Regions from separate parts of the Gasterosteus aculeatus genome. Here region 1 is linked to region 2. Evidence: chromatin contacts called from public Hi-C data. All regions are on one chromosome and are shown on one strand. Each heading gives the region's core, a stretch centred on a gene start, on an enhancer-like site or on the middle of the called end of the contact. The rest is flanking DNA. Distances are from core to core; before and after follow the strand shown. Region 1 holds the start of hdac4 (histone deacetylase 4). Region 2 overlaps hdac4 (histone deacetylase 4).

Region 1 (6,180 bases), core at 37-2,536, 60 kb before region 2:
CTGACCTTCAACTTCTCAAACTCAAACTGTTGAATATTCAACATAAAAACAAATATAATGCAATGTGTGTTTACCTGCTCCAGCATCACATAACAAGCTCCAGCCGGCTATTGTGCAACGTGACTGTTGGGAGGACTTGCCCACATTCAAGACATGCTCCGGTTTGGTGGAGGAAGTGCACGCTTACGGTTATCTTCTAAGTTTCATGTTTGTGTGATTCACAGTGGGCTGAGAACCTGACACAAGTAAGTTCCTTTACAGAGGAAATGCGTAGCTGAAGCAAAGATAATGGTCATCAAGAGCACCAGCAAAACCAAATTGTTTTTTATGAGAGGCTGCTAGTGATTAGTCTTGTATTTCCGTGTGCCGTGTCCGTCCTGTTATTACCTGAAACAACAGTGACGGTAAACCCTCAAACATGTGTTGCTTCACAAAAAAATGACTCCACTTGACTGGAAAATGTTAGTCCATGTCTCCCCACCTAAGTATTAAACTAACTGCTGAATGCGACAAGTTGACACATGCATGTTGTCGGCAATTGGCGAACGTCATTGTTAGACAGGCTGCCTGTAAGTCACCAAGTGAAACACAAGGTGAGGCCCATTGAAGAGGGCATTGAGCTTTGCAAATTTGTGATCAACGCTTTGTGGGTTTGGTTTGTCTGCGTTGGGCTCAATGCATGCATAATTTAAGGAAACATGATTTTATCAAATGTATCCAATTCTATGTCCAACCCATTAAACTAAGAGCTGTGAAACCGCATTCCCCCAATCAGCTTCTGAAGTAGTTTTGCTTGTTTGAAAGTGCTAAATTCAAAATTCGGAGCACATCTGTTGCCTCCACATGACTCTCAACGCGGCTCAGCCGCCGTCTCGCAGTTAACAGTACGAATGGCGCCAACAGTGCCAACGAAGGGGCCGGGATGTGAGACCTGACTTGTATAGGGCGAAACCAAAGGGCTGCTGGGACAGCGCCATAGGTTGGGATAACTTTATCGGCGGTAAGGATGAAGATGAAAAAAAAATAAGTCAACAGTGACAACATGGGTGATAAAATACTGACAAGTACCGTAAAAAAAGACAGCGGTAAAACAAAATCAGATATCCCACAAACACAGGCGAACGGGTGAGACGTTTGTGAAAGAATCAGTGAGGCTGTATGCTCACGGGGGTGATGCACACCTGTGTGGCCCAGTGTCTGCCACGACAACCACGAAGAGTTCACTCACGTCACAGCTTCCCCCCTCGGCCGCCGGCCATCCTGTCCCGCGGGCCCCGCCCCTCACGGACACACGGGAGGTTGTGCGACACGTGACTCCTCCGGGAAGGCGGAGCTGTTGACCGAACGAGCGTTTCAGTACCGACGGGTCCTAAAACCCCGCGCCGCGGATGCTCCCGGAGACCCGCCATTAGCCCTCAATTCAGGTGAGGTTTCTCTGTGTCTGTTTTTCTTCCTTTACAAAAGCAAAAGTCGGCAGTCGCCTCTGCTGGTGGAGCGTGTAGCGGGACGCGTGTTTACGTCAGTGGCTCCCTGCGCTTTTCCTCCTCCTCGGAGTCCGGCGGGGCCGCTGTTAATTCTGCTACACTTGACTTGTTTTCCTAATGTTCGTGTGGTTTCTTCTCAGTCAGCGGAGGGAAAGTAGAAATCGTTGCGCAACAGAAGTGGGGTGAATTTTTTAAAAACTGCCGACTAGTCGTGTTGTGCAACTTTTTTTACTCTGCCACTTTATAGATTTAATAACGTTAAGTGGAACTTCCGTGGCGTGAAGCTCGCGACATTGTTCCAAAACATGTCAGTTCGGAAAATGTACTTTTGTGTACAATGGACGACTAATGCCGAACGCGTTATCGCACTTGTGCCCGTTTGTCCGGGTTGCGCGGCGGGACAGAGCCCCCCGGTCGTAAGTGTCTTTCGCTCCCCGGCGAGAGGCTCGTGTTAACAGATGCAGCGGAGACTTTGGTCACCGTGTAATTACCGCGTGTTTATCAGCAGGTAACCGACGTCACGCGCCAACATGACACGTTCTAGTGCGGTACAACGTAGTTGTGTCCTGTCTGTGCAGATAGCTGCGCGCAACACTAACCTCTGCACACTGTTCTATAAATACCGCAGGCTGGAGGCTGTGTGTGTGCGTGTGCGTGTGTGTGTGTGTGTGTGTGTGTGTGCGTGTGCGTGTGCGTGTGCGTGTGTGTGTGTGTGTGTGTGTGTGTGTGCGGGCGGTGGAGGTTTGTGCTGAGGTTGAAGTGCCGCAGCTTTGGGTGTAAACTTGTGTCTTCATGATGTGTAAACACAAGAGAGCAGCAGCAGCGCGAAGGAGCTGGAGGCAGTTTCCCAGCTGGTGCTCTCCGATGTGCGTCCTATATAAAGCCTTTAAGTTGTTTAATACACATCTTCTGATCTATTCGTCTTTCTTAATTTTATGAATGAAAGCTAAAATAAAAGTGATTTCACTGCAGTCTGTCCATCTTTAGAAACAATGGATAAGAATCACTTAAAGTTGCCGAACCTGGATGAGATAACAGGTAGATTTGAACGAAGTACCCTTTGTTTCGCTGTAATAGATTTGACAGGTCTAAGTTAAGAATATGTTGAAGAATAAATGTTTTACGAAACATCCTTAATCAGTTTCTTCTCGTCCAGACAGCCCACTATTGACAGGTGTGTCTTTTTGAGCTAAACCTGATCTATGGTTATCTGGACAAAGAAGAGGTAATGGATTTAAAATAGTTTACTCATCTGAAAGCAGGTTTCAAACGTTGATGAATCTATCGGGCTTCCTTTTGGTCATCTCACCCATTCGGAACAATAAATAATCTTTTATTCGATATTGTTTCTCTTAACTTCCCCCATAACATTTCCAAATCGGAAGCTAGCTTTGGGCTCGCTGTGCCTCTGAGCCGCTAAGACTCCTTTCGGCCCTCACGAGTGGAAACTATTCCCTCAGCGTTACGAGCTCTGGAGGACTGCTGCTGCTACGCTCGTGAACTCCGGGCCCCACAGGAACAAGGTCACTGCAGCCTGAAACACATTTGGCTCAGCGTGCTCCTCCTGAAGGACGAGAGCCCAGTCCTGGTTGGAGCACAAGTAAAACAGGATCTTCTTTGTCCAAAGTCGTGTCTGTTATTCCTTTTTCGTGCCATCTGGGCGTCTCTTTGCACAAGTCAATAAGCTGCAGAAGACGTCTATGTTTCCAAACTGTTGATAATAGATTTTTGATATTATCTTACTTTATTTACCTTTTAATCCAATAGTTGAGCAAACCCTACGGGATTAGTGTCTCCTACACAAAGAGTTCACAGGTCTGTGTGGTTTGTGATGTTCATTTCTATGTTAATAAAGACCAACCTGCGTCGTTATAAGCTGCTGATGGGAACGATAAACACTTCAACCTCTTTTAACTGATCACTCTTGGTGCGTTTTTGCATATTTCTGCATCATTGAGTCTTTTTTAATTGGATTGTTTGGAACAGACAGTAAACACCAGGCATTTAAATTTCCCATTTTAAGCAGTTGGGGAAAATGTCACTCACTCAAACGGCACACACAGTTTAATCGCGCTAAAATGACTCTGTTAAACAACAAAATGGATTTGGGGATGAAAGGCACAGAGAGATGTTTAATCACTGTTAATGCGTTTCTCTGAGTGAGTGTCTTCTAAGAAACCCTCTTTGTGAATGAAACACCTGCAGTAAATTGAAGTCACCGCTTCACATTTGCAGTTTTCGTGTGTGTGCACATTTGTGGAACTAAAGTGTCTACTAATTATATATGGCTGGATTTGATGCACAGTCAATGGATGACTGCAGTGTCTGAATGCAGTTCCACGATACGAGGCAGAATAGATATACTCTAATTGTAAAATATCAGATCAAGTTCAGCCAAAGGAAGCTAGCTGCTATTGAAAACCCGCTTCACTGCTTTCAATCAGTGCGTCCTCCTCCCTTCAATGTCTCAGCAATAAAGATTCTCCTCTGGCACAGTTTAACTTTTACTTCTCCATCTCTCCTTGTAACACGGGCTTATTTGGCATCGGATTCAAATTGCAATTAAAAAGTGTTTTCAAAATGTATAACCTTCCAATGTCATTTATAACTCCTGAAGTCTTTGACATTAGCCAGAATGTGTCCATGGTGACTGCTGAGATTGAATAACCCCGCATAGGAGGCACGTCCAACCATGGTTAATGTTTCGGGCTAAACATCTCCACCATGCAGATGTCCAAATTCTATTCCAATTAGTGGCACTTGAAATGCCTCCGTGCAGACATTTAAACGCAATATTCCACTGTTGCCTGGGTTTGACAATGCAAACAGACCGGGAATGTGTTTGAAACAAAGGTCCCAGATGCCATCTGTTTATGTAGCCGCCAACCGTGCAGACTTTCGCTATTATGTCCACGTCAGTCTCTCTGTCGAAGCCCCTCTGGCCGTCCCTGTCTGCACGGTGCACATTCAGCTATACAATTTGCTCAATTTCAGTACTGTTGTTCTTATTTGTCCCGTTGCTGTTTGCAGCGTAAGGTGAAGATCTGTGTGGCGCCAATAGACACCCATAATTTAGCTTTAAAAAAACAAAATCTTTTTGTCAAGTCACTTAAACATTGCTATTGATAGTGTTTGAGATTCTTTCTTTAATCAGAAGTTCACTGCATAGGATATTCCTTTGGTAAACAACGTGCTTCTAACTAGTATTCTTTGATGTCTTAGCTTTCTGAACCAAATCAAGCCCATTTCCGATGGGCCAACCTTCGCATCCCGTCCTTTGTCGCATTAATCGATACAAATGGGAACTAATGCCACTGTTGTTCTCAGGGACAAATAAGGGGACAGGAGCCTGTAACGCACATTTGCCCTGTAGAAATGGGTGCACTGCCTGTTAGCGAGCTTCCTTTGGCCCGACTGCCAGTCAGCATATATTGTGCCCATGCGTCGTTTGAAATGCCACTAATACAACTCCAGGGAAATCCGTTGTTGCACCACAGTCTCTGAGAATACTGTTCTTTCCCCTGTCTTTCATCTAAACCAACCATTTCCACTTTGAGTTTACTGTCTTCATTTTCGGAGTAAACAGAATTACACAGCTACTTTTACATTACAGGTCATTTAGCTGACTTTTTATCCAAAGCGACTTACATTACATTTTTAACCCATGGCATTTTACATTTTTGCCTGGGGGAACAATTAGGGGTTAGGTGTCTTGCTCAGGGACACGGGGCAGCCGGGACTTGAACCACCAACCTTGCAGTTCCCAGCGCACCCTCTCTACCCCCTGCGCCACGTCTTTTCTCATTAGGCTTATTGTTGCGCAACTCAATAAGAGAAAGGGAGTTGGATATCGGCCAGAGGGACAGTGAAATGAGAAAAGAGGAAGATTCGAAGCAGTAAAAGGGACAGAGCGTTTAATGGATAACTGTACAGAAGCTCTCAGGCTCAACTGATGTGATTTGAGGCTTGATGAATCCTTGTGGTTACCCATTGAGTTAATGGCTGCAAAACATTCTCCCAGATTGAGTCCCCCGTACCCTTTTATGCCTCACAACTCCAATAATAAGCCCGTTTTAGCCCCTTTGTGCTCTGTGGGGACTTTGTCCAGACTTTGAACCCATCCTAGCCCAGTTAGCTTAAGTGTTGGAAGGGTTGGCAGTTGGGAAAGGCATCCTTGTTTGTGGACATGTTGTGGATGTCATGCTAATGGTTACTAATTGAGTCTATTAATGGCATTGTCGTGTTGGATACGAGGTGACGGGATCCTGTGGTGCTCACACTCAACCAGCAGGACTGTGCAAACTGTCCCACCAGCTTCCCCCCCGTGCCCCCAATCAGGGGCCTCAATGAACAGCTGTCGTGTTGTATGTATGATAGTAAATATGAAATGAAGCGCAGGTTGACAGTTTATTTTTGTCTTCATACTTGCAAACTCAACGCTTTTCGCCAAATTTGCCGTTTTGGAATCTACAAAGCTCATCCACGTGATTCGTGTAGATCTGAAGAGTTTTTATTTGGGAGGGGGGTGAAGTGGCCGGCCGGCGTTTCTGAGATTGCAATGAGACTTTCTCGCTTTCCGAATCCTCTCGGCAACTTTCTGCCATAAGCGCGAAGCAGTTACTGTCCCCACGCAGCAGACTGCAGTCACACACGTCTCCGTGTCCAGACTGACAATGAATTGTGCGTGCGCAAAATC
Region 2 (6,748 bases), core at 3,723-6,222:
CTTATGACAATAAACCGCAACACTACACTAAGACAGATCGTTTGCTTCCACTCAGCTGTACCAAAAAGTCTTCCTCTCTGAGGCTAATGAATTTAGCGTGATCTGTTTGATAGAAACTTCCAGAACGAACAGCAGGTCAGCCGTCGGTCAACCCGCCCAGTTTCGACTAATGGATCGGAAGGAAGCCAGTGGAGAAGGGAATAAAACCGCCTGTGTCTGGTGCAGCCTGGCAGAGGGAGACCAGAAAAGGTCGGGTCCTGTCCCTGACAAGAGAGGTTTCCCACAATAAGCTGAATGCACTCGCCTCTTCTCCGTCTGGCCGTCACGCGGCACTCGGCCATACGTTGCCCCCCACCAATCCAGAACGAGAGGGACAGCCGGACGCACAAACCCGCGTGGCGACGGACGGTGGCTTGTGTTTTTGGAAACGAGCGCTGTTGAGAAGGAAAGAGTCAAGAAAGATGCCAGTTGGCTGCCTCCTTTCTCGTTGCAGCGCTTTCCGCTGTCGCGTGACGACGGCTGAACTCAACTCGGGGATCCGTCGGGTCCAACACGCACGGTTTGGTCCTTTTAGGTACGAGGTCATCAGCCCCGCTACGTGTCCCTGAACAAGCCTTTGCTTGTGTGGCGACACATTTTCACTTTTACAAAGCAAACTCAGGGTGGAACTCTTGGCTCCTGGTGGTTGGTTGGCCCGGTTGGAGATGAAATACTTCGCCATTCTTAGCGCCATCCTCTTAGTTGGCTGCCACATAGTTAGTCAATGGGATGGAATAACACTCATATTGTTATAATAGACAAAAAGTGTCATCAAATGAAAAAGAAGCTCTTCAATTACTTAAGAGTTTTGTACAGACTGAAACTCCTCCACCTTTTGGAGTTCATCCTCCATCATGTCCCTGTTCTTCTCTCCGTCCCGACAGCCTCAGAGCCCAACCTGAAGCTTCGCTCCCGGCTAAAGCAGAAGGTGACGGAGCGCCGCAGCAGCCCTCTCCTCCGGAGGAAAGATGGCCCCATCACTACCGCCAAGAAGCGCTCCCTCGACGTGGCTGGTGAGCTTACTGGACTTTCCTTCTGCCAGTACTTGTAGAGTAGAGATGAAGATATCCACATTCTTCTCTATACTTGGAACATCAAAGACTGGATTTTGCCTGGCAACATGTTTTTTTTAATGAAATGTTATGAATAAAGTCGCTATCATCATTCATTTGAAATGAATTTGGATGTAAATGAAAAAGGGAAAAAAAACTTAAATCCGTACTTTTATGAAATGAACACACCCCAGAAGTCAAGCTCAGCATCTCAGGCAAATGGAGTGTGTGCGTTGTGTGTTACAGAGTCCGCATGCAACAGCGCACCGGGCTCCGGTCCCAGCTCCCCCAACAACAGCTCCAATAACATCCCCTGTGAGAACGGGGTAAATATCTCCTGCAGCCCAGGAGAGGTAACCAACATTACTGCACATCCACCTGTGTGTCCGTCTGTGTGCACGGGGGCAGACGGGTGACCAGACATGGCATTGTCTGTCTGTTTTAATGGGGAGCTCTGAATGTGTGTGTGTGTGTGTGTGTGTTTGTACATGACATGGTGTCTACTTTGTGACTGTGCTCTGTGATCATTTACTGCAATGTTTGTGTGTGTGTGTGTGCGCTCAGGCCTCCCTGCTTCAGAGGTTGGCTGCAAGGGAGGGTTCAGTCAGCCAGCTGTCTCTCTACACCTCCCCTTCTCTGCCCAACATCACCCTGGGACTGCCAGCCACGGGGCAGGCCAGCTCTGTGAGTACAGTCGAAGCTCAATATTATGAATCTTTAATGCAGCATCACTCATGACACCAAAGGATATTTAGATTGCAAAACCGCTTCTCAATTATTCTCTTGGCAAGACGCTGCCTTACATGTGCGCCTCTCTTTCACCATCTCGCTCCCATTCTGTCTCATTTAACCCTGCTTTGTCTCTGTCCATCTGCCTCTCTTTGTCTCCCTCCTTGTGTCTCAATCTCGTCTTGTGTGTCTCTCTCTCTCTGTAGGTGGGGTCAGTACACCAAGATGGCGAGAGTCGTCTGACGCTGCCCGCGCTACAGCAGGGGATTCCTCTGACCCGTCCCTTCCTGCCCACGGCCCACCTGCCTTCCTACTTGGCGTCCTCGGCTCTGGACAGGGAGGGGGGCGGAGGGGGCGTGGCTGGTCACAACCCCCTTCTCCAACACATGGTGCTGATGGAGCAGAGCCACAATTCAATGGGTCAGCATTCACTGCAAACTTGAATTAACTACATTTGCATTGTATGTATTGAATGTCTTATGTCTTACTTTATGAATGGCTTAGGGCTGCTGAACCTCCTCCACCCTTTTTCCCGAGCAGCTCCACACGGACAATCACAAGCTTTCAAAACATAATGTTCTGCACAAAGAAATCCTTCCTCAATTTTCATTTCTCTTGCACGGATTTATTTTGTAGGTCTCTTCTGCAAACACACACACACACACACACACACACACACACACACACACACACATTCACAGCCATGTATTGTAATTGTATTTTTCATGTAACACTGTGAACTAGTAGCTTAAAGGTTTGGTTGAAGATGTAAAGTTGGGGGCAACTTTTGGAGCTCGATGAGACCTCACAATAGATATGTTTGGGCATACTTTAAAAGTTCAAATCACAATTATAACAATTTTGCACGAATGTCCAGGTGGATAAAATGATGTGATTGCTTTTTGGACAGAGGCGAGTGTAGACCTAAATTGCCTGGTGGGAAAACAATTGCAAGGTGGATTATAGTTATTTTTAAATGGGCGATTACACCTCAAAATATTTTTAAATGACTTGTAGGTGGACCGAAGATAAATGTAACCAAACTGTCTAGTACAATCCTCTCCTGCAAATATAAGTTAAGAGATAGCGACCCTGGTGTAGCTGGAAAATAACTGCTATAATAAATCAATCTGAGGCCCTTTACATATGTTCAAAAGCAAATGATGGCCAAATTCTAGAGTCTAGCTTGACATTCTGCTGTGACCATTATGTGTTCACCTCAGTTGGTCTGGCCGGCCTCCCGCTGCCGTCCCCCTCCGTCTCCAAACTTGCCCGTGGGCACCGCCCCCTTGGCAGAACCCAGTCGGCCCCTCTCCCCCAGCAGCAATGTGGACAGGCCCAGGCCCTGCAGCAGCTGGTGGTCCAGCAGCAACACCAGCAGTTCCTGGAGAAACACAAACAGCAGTTCCAACAGCAGCAGCACATCATCAACAAGGTAGCTGAATGTATGAATGTGTGTGTGTGTGTGTGGGGGGGGGGGGGGGCGCATGCATGTGGTGGTAGCCATTCATGTGTGTGTCAAAAATGGTATCCAAGGCAACATTTAAACAGCTGTGGTGGAGCAGCCAGCTATTTATATGAGTTTGTCTGTTTAAGTTTGTTTGTATATCTGTGTGTGTGTGTGTGTGTTGGGGGGAGTTTTCGTTCATCTACACAACTTTGATTTGTTTAATGTGTGTAAATCCTGTCTCCGCTCCAAGAGCACAATAAATCTGCCGGCAATCAGCAATTCTTCTAGCAAGTCTTTCTAGTCCGTGTTCATGTATCCCTTCTTCTCCCTGTCACCCTGGCAACTGTGCTCGAGAGGAAGCCGCCTCCATATATGGTCACCCAGGAAGTGTGCCTCAGTGCATCATTGTGTTTGTGTGTGTGTGTGCGCAGACGAGGTGATTCGTAATCATTGTACGGTCATTGTAAAGAGGGAGGCGGTTGTTGTTGTGTGTTTTTGTCAGTGCAGATATTCCCGTAGGATTTAGTCCCATTATCTTTTGTCATTGGGGCTGTTAGTGACTCCTTCTCGTTCAAAACGCCAGCTTGTTGTGACTGCAGCTAATTAAGTCCAGCTTATGTGTAAAAGCAGGTTATTGTCTTAATGCTCGAGGCGTCTTCAAAGTGAGAATTGAACCTAATGAGTTTGCCATTAAAAAATAGGAAAGAAATCTCCAAACATTTCTCAGTTAGAATGGACCATACACTGTAAATCATTGACGACGATATCAGACATCATAAAAGGGTAAAAATTATTATGGACATATTGTGGCCCTGTGCTTTCTTTCCTGATTGCTTCCCTGATTCCCCCAGTGTACTAAACCACAGGCTGCTCACTGTAGACCCACGTTCAGCAACCAGTGAAATACAGCACATTTCTGGTTGTTATCTTTGTAACATCATACGCAAAAAGCATTCTTGGGGATTTATAGTTTAAATTATAATATTGCAGTCACAAAGCCATTTTACTTGTATACCCAGTAGTCCCATTCGTACCAAATGTAATCATCTCATGGCTAGTCATTGATTATCTTTTGTCTCTGAGCTGCCTCTCAAATAACATAGGACAATAAAAAACCTAGAAGTACCCCCCAGATATAGTATCGCTTACTGCACAAGAGTCAAGTTTAAAGAAAATATATATATTTTCCTAGTAATACACATGCGATTTAACGCGAGGAGGTGCCGTACAGCAGCACGTCACTGCGCCATGTTAAAGGTCATGTCTCTCCCTTGGACACCACCACTTTGTAAAACATGAATCTACCCTCCCTTGAGCAAAGGAAAATGAGCCCTTCCTACTACGTTACACTCTGGCTTTAACTGTCTGAGATTTTGGCAGCAAAGAGGAATGAAAGAGTCTGCTGCTTCCCCTTAATTACCTGAGACGGCTCTGAGGCTACACTCCGCTGTACTCGCTACCACGATACTGCTGTGAGGACGGCCGACAGACCAGTGTGAAGTGTCCGTGTGCGCGATAATATCGCTTGTCTGTCTGTGTGTGTGCCCTCGAACCATTCAAGAGAGCGAGAGAGAGAGAGGGAGAGGGAGAGAGAGAGAGAGCAGTGAATGGGTGTTTTGAGTTTGTTTGGAGAAGGGGGACTGGGATGAGGCAGGAGCCTGCTCTCTGACGTCAATGGACTGTTCCCTGGGCAATATGCCAGCCAAGTGTGTTTGTTTCCATGTCTCTCACTGTGTGTGTGTGGGCGGGGGGGGGTTCACGCAGTGGTCCACTCCAATCATGACCTGCACATCAAGGTTGAGGTCGTTTGACGACGGGGACGGGGGACAGCTGCCACAACAAGATTCCTACAGCGGGCCCTCGACAATTCCTCCTCTCAGTCCCCCTCGTGTCCTCCGCTCGGTTGTCTCCTCTTCTGGAGGCCTAGTTCAGTTAACTACCTGTATGGATTTGAAAATATAGTTTCGCCGACCTCTAAGTTGATAAATAACCAGAGTTCAGAGTACAGATCTGGTTGCTCTGTTTATATAAAAAGGGCAAGTGCCGGGCTAATGTTAGCTTTTGTTTGGGTAACCTTAAGTTCTTCTACGTTGTTGTTTAGCCGAGCAGTCGGCTATTTTGGGAACGAAAAACAGCGATACTTGTGGTGAAGGTTGTGCTTTTGCTGGGCAAGATGGCAGGTCTTCCTTCTTGGGCTGTCCATAGATTAAAAAAAGGGAACTAATTAATCTCACATTTTGAAATTCATTAATCTAGATTAATCGCTATTAAAAGTTCGTTTTTCTTCTACAGTAACCAGTAATCACTTTAGAAAGCGTGTATTTTAGATTCGATCGTCTCCGAGGCCGAATGCCACAAGGTGGAACATGTCGAACTAGTGACTCTTCCTGCGGTCCTCGTGCACTTTGCTCTCAACTCTCCTTCATTTAACGGCTGTGTTTGAAGAGCCAACAATCTCTGCACATTTAGCCAGGACGTTTTCCAGACCACGGTCTTTTAGGGACACGGTGGTGGTCCTCTGCCGACTGTGCGCCGCGCAGGGTAACGTTAGACGTTGAGATGGAAGTAGCATAGCAGCTAGCTTAGCATAGAGGTGCTTTAAGTGGTCCGTTTGCCACTCGCCCCCCTTCTGTTTGACACGTGGAGGAATTCCTCTGCACAGTTCTCAGCTGTAAAAGCTCTCTCTGTCTTCAACTACCGTCTCCGTCTCCCCGGTCCAACGGACTGAAGCGCGCGGCGGTTTCGTGTCAACGCACACCAGAAGTAAACACAAGTGTTTTAACTGCATTAAAATATTTTATTGCATAAATCTCAACCACAATAATCTTGCAGATTAAAGCGTCGACTTTGACAGCCCTACTTCCTTCCCCTCTTTTCTCCTCTAGCTGAAGTTATTTTTGTCCCGACTTCTTCTAAAATGTGTGAACACAAACTCAATCTAAGATGAGTCCCAAACGACATTCAGCAAAACTATCAGAATTCAAAATGAGCCTCGTCGGACAATTGAAAGCCGAACCTTGTTGAATTATTCCCAATTCTCACGTAGATGAAACATTTTAGGGTGTGTTAGTCTGACAATAATGTTACAGTTGAATCAATATAGAGATGCTTGTTTACCAAATTAAGTAAATTAGATAAATGAACAAACCAATTGTGTGCTGTCAGTGTCTGTAGACAGAGACAGTTAGGTTTCAGCTGCTTTGTTTTCCTTCGTAAGAAGTTCAATAGTAGAACATTGAGTAAAGAAACCAAAAGATTATTGGTCCAATCTTCCTGTTTAGCTCCATCAAAGTTTCTTACCTGAACGGGTATCTTGAGAGAATCATATAACTGGGTCGAGTGTCCCTTGGCCCCCCCACCCCTGAACTCTCCTCTTTTCATCCTCCAGATCATGTCCAAGCCCGGTGATCCCGTGTCGGCAGCGAGCTCCAGCGCCTCGGGCCCGGCCAGGCAGCACCAGAGTCACCCTGAGGAGACG

What was found. A called contact is a pair of places that touch in the nucleus more often than the background predicts.
Region 1: a contact with region 2 is called in a Hi-C map of skeletal muscle, with 4 times the contacts expected there. The contact joins the promoter of hdac4 here to the enhancer-like site in region 2. A contact is called at or near these places in 6 of 6 Hi-C or Micro-C datasets (blood and trunk muscle, liver, skeletal muscle and 2 more).

Annotation. Positions count from the first base shown.
Region 1 is chr16:5,059,822-5,066,001 of fGasAcu3.hap1.1, reverse strand. It overlaps hdac4 (histone deacetylase 4), which reads left to right and starts at 1,286. Exons shown (of 27, transcript XM_078091411.1): 1 at 1,286-1,424.
Region 2 is chr16:5,002,490-5,009,237 of fGasAcu3.hap1.1, reverse strand. It overlaps hdac4 (histone deacetylase 4), which reads left to right. Exons shown (of 27, transcript XM_078091411.1): 8 at 924-1,052; 9 at 1,338-1,444; 10 at 1,656-1,775; 11 at 2,027-2,240; 12 at 3,044-3,255; 13 at 6,659-6,748. Among protein-coding and RNA genes, the nearest start is that of twist2, 44 kb to the right of the region's middle. Within about 2 kb of position 4,972, at least 6 of the 9 cell types and tissues checked have open chromatin away from gene starts, as enhancers often do. A contact at or near this core is called in liver, where this site is marked.